2 separate regions of the Salmo salar genome follow, and region 1 is linked to region 2. A link is a contact called in public Hi-C data. All regions are on one chromosome and are shown on one strand. The core of a region is the stretch at or near the end of the contact, and the rest is flanking DNA. Distances in the headings are between cores, read along the strand shown.

Evidence for each region. Hi-C and Micro-C count contacts between places; a contact is called where the count stands out from the background.
Region 1: a Hi-C map of muscle shows a contact between it and region 2, with 6 times the contacts expected there. The contact joins the promoter of rbpjb here to the enhancer-like site in region 2. A contact is called at or near these places in 3 of 3 Hi-C or Micro-C datasets (blood, gill and muscle).

What each region holds. Positions count from the first base shown.
Region 1 is chrssa07:10,976,412-10,979,111 of Ssal_v3.1, forward strand. rbpjb (recombination signal binding protein for immunoglobulin kappa J region b) reads right to left here and starts at 1,408. Exons shown (of 12, transcript XR_006770563.1): 1 at 1,274-1,408.
Region 2 is chrssa07:10,915,566-10,918,265 of Ssal_v3.1, forward strand. It overlaps rbpjb (recombination signal binding protein for immunoglobulin kappa J region b), which reads right to left. Exons shown (of 12, transcript XR_006770563.1): 3 at 127-222. Among protein-coding and RNA genes, the nearest start is that of LOC106608554, 36 kb to the left of the region's middle. Within about 2 kb of position 1,331, at least 2 of the 13 cell types and tissues checked have an H3K27ac peak or open chromatin away from gene starts, as enhancers often do. A contact at or near this core is called in muscle, where this site is marked.

The DNA of each region.
Region 1 (2,700 bases), core at 158-2,657, 61 kb after region 2:
ACTATTTCCCAGTCAATGATAAAGTCTGGTGACATATAGGCTAATTAAAGCACATTCCATTGATCTTTTTTCATAAAAGAATTACCCACGTTTCATCTCCCAATTGCAAAATTAGCTACAATCAAAGAAATTAGACAAAGCCCATGAAACGGACTAACATTCAAGAAGATAGCGAGTCTGAGGTTATCATTTACCTCGTAGCCTGCAGCAGAAATAATTCAGGGTATTTAGACAGATTAGATAGCTGCCTCTTTTAGGATTGCCTTTCAGAAATGTAAGTAGCTTAAAACTAGTTAAATAACTACAGTAGCTAATTTATTAGAGCGTTGGCTATTTCATAAAGCAGCGAACCAACGTTGGACAGGGGCGTCACATTTCAAGCATATTTTCTTTGAGCTTTACATTTCAGTGGCTCTGTGCTGGCTATCTGACGTTTACCGACCTATATAGAAAGATACAAAATTCCACATGTACAAAATAAAAACAAATATCCACAACGTGATGTTTTTGGACTTTCGGGTAGTTTCTAGAGAATTAGCGTCAGGTTATGCCCCTAGTTGCGCTCAAAAATAAAATAAACATTAGTCTGCACCGCGCATGGAGAGGATATGGCATGGGAAAGCACGGGACTGTTTTATAAACACCACTTTATATTCGAGTGCATTTACGCACGGCAAAACATCACACGTCTGCAAGTGTATTTACCAACAATCGATAGAGAAATATCCAGACAGCTAGCTAGTTAGCCAGCCAGCTAACAACACAGACTTATGAGTTGAACGCAATGTAGACAGAAAACGATGCCTTGCTTGACAAAGCCACAACGTGTTTCAAGCACAGCGGAACACTATATTCAATTGCAACATGGTTAGAAGGTGAATACATTTATATCGTGGGATATATTGTTGAATAATGTTCTCTAAAAATATAGACAAACACAACCGTTTATTTTTCCCCAACCCAGAGCGATTGTACTCGTGTCGTTGCCTGGTGCTGAAAAAGGACCTCAATGCTAGCAGCAACGAGCTAGCTCCAACCCCACAACACCGCACCGTGGTGCAGCAACAGTCAGTACAGTGAAGTAGTCAAACGAAAAAACACACACACAATACATTTAGACAAAGAAAATGCTTTCACCGACTGAAAACAAATGTCCATAAATACCCAAATGTGGTCGGCAATCTATGCTCGAACATAAGCAACCAATTCTCTCTGAAAAACTTAAATTCACTTTAACTCCAGTACAACCACCAGCCCTGAATCTCAGACTTACCCTGTCACAACAGGCGCCATCTTCCACAAACTCTCACCAAAACTCCAACACTCGCGATATCCTTTCTCCCCAGACCAACAATCCGCGGAGACAACAGAAGCAGACTGGCAAAGCAGGAACGATGGAGAGGAGTCCAGAAAGGAGGGGGAGGCGGCGGGTAGAGAGTGAGAGAAAAGGGCAGACACCACAACAATAGGCGTGGGAAACTTCAGACATCACGCGAGACCGGGAAAACTCTCACCATAGACAAACATGGAGGGATCGTGGTCCTATCGCGAGATGGACGTGGAGTGGAGTTGTTGCTTATTTTATAGCGCTGAAATAGTATTCCCACGTGTTCACGGGGTAATAAATTACAGCACCGATTGGAACATAGTTTGGCATAGAATTTTGCACAATGTTGTGAGGAAGCCTGTATTTTCCCAGGCCCCCAGGACTTACTCTGTATGCAATAATAGTGTTTAACATTATTTTTTAATGACTTCCTCATCTTTGTACCCCAGACATACAATTATCTGTAATGTCCTTCAATCGAGCAGTGAATTTCAAACACAGATTCCAACACAAAGACCAATTCCTCACAAAGAAAGACACCTATTGGTAGATGGGTAAAAAAAAAATCTAAGCAGACAATGAATATCCCTTTTGAGCATGGTGAAGTTTGGATGGTGTATCAATACACCCAGTCACTACAAAGATACAGGCTTCGTTCCTAACTCAGTTGCCGGAAAGGAAGGAAACCGCTCAGGGATTTCACCATGAGGCATAAAACTGTTACAAAGTTTAATGGCAGTGATAGGAGAGAACTGAGGATGGATCAACAACATTGGGGTAGCAGGTAGCCCAGTGGTTAGCGCATTGGGCCAGTAACCGAAAGGTTGCTGGATTGAATCCCCAGCTGACAAGGTCAAAATCTGTTGTTCTGCCCCTGAACAAGGCAGTTAACCCACTGTTCCCTGGTAGGCTGGGGAATTTGTTCTTAACTGACTTGCCTAGTTAAATAAAGGTTAAATACAAAATTGTAGTTACTCCACAATACTAACCTAATTGACAGAGTGAAAAGAAGGAAGCCTGTACAGAATAAAAACACTCCGAAACATGCATCCTGTTTGCAGCAAGGCACTAAAGTAAAACTTTTTTTTTAAATGTGGCAAAGCAATTCACTTTTTGTCCTGAATACAGCGCGTTATGTTTGGGGCATATCCAATACAACACCTCAGACGTGGGACCAAGTCATTGTTTTACAAGTTACAAGTAAGTCTCAAGTCTTAGCACTCAAGTCCCAAGTCAAGACAGGCAAGTCCGAGTCAAGACCGTCAAGTATCAAGTCAAGTCGCAAGTCCTAAACTTAGAGTTTCGAGTCCTAAACAAGTCATAATGTGCTCGTCACCATTTCATATTTTTAACAAGAGTAATAGTATATTACA
Region 2 (2,700 bases), core at 81-2,580:
CTGTGCGAGGTACTACACCAGGCAGGGTCTGTGCGAGGTACTACACCAGGTAGGGGCTATGCGAGGAATGTGGGAAGTATGGAAGTGTGTGGAAAGTTGTGTGTAGGGTAAGTGATGGTTGATTACCTTTTTTCATTGCCATAAGATTTCTGGGCAACTTTTGCATGCAGGATCAGGACAGTTTGGTCTCCTCGCTCCTTCAGGTAATTCCTCATCGCTTCTCTGTGAAGAAGGGAAGAAGTTAGAAACAGAGGGATGGAAAGAGGGAGACATGAGAGAGAGGTTTGTTATTCATCCATTTATATAAACAAGTTATAGATGACAGAAGCGACAGAGATAAAGTAAACTGAACAAAAATATAGAAGCAACATGCAACAATTTCAACGATTTTACTGAGTTATTTATATAAAAAATCGGTCAATTGGAATAAATGATTTACGCCCTAATCTATGGATTTCACGATTGGGCAGGGGCACAGCCATGGGTGAGCTTGGGAGGGCATAGGCCCACCCACTGGGAGCCAGGCCCAGCCAATCAGAATGCGTTTTCCCCACAAAAGGGCTTTATTACTGACAGAAATACTCCTCAGTTTCATCAGCTGTCCAGGTGGCTGGTCTCAGACGATCCCGCAGGTAAATAAGCCGGATGTGGAGGTCCTGGGCTGGCGTGGTTACACTGCAGTCGTGAGGCCGGTTGGACGTACTACCAAATTCTTTAAAACAATGTTGGAGGCTTATGGTAGAGAAATTAACATTAAATTCTCTGGCAACAGCTCTGGCGAACATTCCTGCAATCATCCGGCCAATTGCACGCTTGAGACATCTGTAGCAATGCGTTGTGTGACAAAACTGCACATTTTATAGTGGCCTTTTATTGGCCCTAGCACAAGGTGCAGCTGTGTAATGATCATACCGTTTAAATCAGCTTCTTGATATGCCACACCTGTCAGGTGGATGAATTATCTTTGCAAAGGAGAAATGCTCACTATCAGGGATGTAAAAAAATTCACTCAAAATTTGAGAGAAATAAGCTTTTTGTGTGTATGGAAAATGTCTGGGATCTTTTATTACAGCTCATGAAACATGGGACCAACACTTTACATGTTGCATTTATATTTTGTTCAGTGTAGATAAAACCAAAAAACAGGAACATGAAAACTCCGGGTCAATAAAACTAACATTTTAAACATGGAGAGACGGGAATATTTTGACAAGTTCCAGTTTGATTAGCCAACTCTCTGGTGTGCTGAAGGTTGTGTTGCTTACACACACACACTCTGCACACACAGACCGCTCACACACAGACACATGGACACACACAGTTCGGTGCCAAAAGCTATGTTCTCTCCAGCTGGGCTGACTGAAAGGAGGGAGGGAAAAATAAAACACCAAAGTCCTGAGCTCACCACCAAAGAATCCACATCTCGTGTCAAAATGTTGCAAGGCCCGTGCTCCAATTACTTCTGTCACCTAAGCAAAAACATAAATGGGTTTCCATCGCATTTTCAACTCTACTGATGGTTTTGGCACAACAAATGTTGCGTTATATTAGCGAATGTGCCCACTCTGCTCTTAGCAACAGTGCTCTAGCCAACAGCTACCAGCTACATTGCGGGTATAGCCTACATAATGAGATTATGGACAAAAGAGCAAGATTTCTATGGTCAAACGGAAGTCAAGATAATAAACTGTCCCGAGTCGTAGCGGGAGAACCGAACACCATGACATCGTGTGGCTCAGTTTACTTTGATATGATGGTTATTATATCAATGTCTGCGCATAAAAGCATTTCCACCGCCATTTCTCGCATAATTCATTTTACCGGCACAAAAAGATCCAACCTTGTCTAGCGTATTTTGTTTGGTCAACATTTGGAAATTTGACCGACAAATGTGCTGTTTCCATCAGGCCTGTCACAAAAAAAAATGTATCCGACGTACTTTACTGGCATAAAAAAGGTTGGATAGACACCTGGTTACTGTGTGTGTACTCGTTGAAAAGCACACAGCTAAAGATTTTCAGACTAGCAGGGGTCAAGGGTGACCCTGAGCAGACACAATGGCCCATTTGCACAGATGTCAGTGTCACCTGACATGTCCAGTGACACAGAAAGGGAGTCATACACATACACACATTAGGGCTGGGCGATATGGCCAAAATATATATCACTAGATTTGTTTTTGACAGGATGATGCAATTTGGCGGTATCATGCTATTTGGCGGGATGATGCTAATGATGCCATTTGGCGGGACGGGACGATGCCATTTGGCGGGACGGGACGATGCCATTTGGCGGGACGGGACGATGCCATTTGGCGGGACGGGACGATGCCATTTGGCGGGACGGGACGATGCCATTTGGCGGGATGATGCCATTTGGCGGGATGATGCCATTTGGCGGGATGATGCTATTTGGCGGGATGATGCTATTTGGCGGTATTTGAGGTTTCTGAATAATACAAGTTCTATGAGTAGTGCTTGACCTTAGGGTGGCAACACATACATTTTAAGTGTTTTCAAATGGGGCTTTCTGCATTCTGATTGTTTTATACTGTTCAATCAAACTTCAACCAAAAGGTGATATTGCAATTTTACATTTTTGTTTTTTACCTTTATTTAACTAGGCATTTAAGAACAAATTCTTATTTTCAATGAGATTTTTACCTCGTCAGCTCAGGGATTCGATCTTGCAACCTTTCAG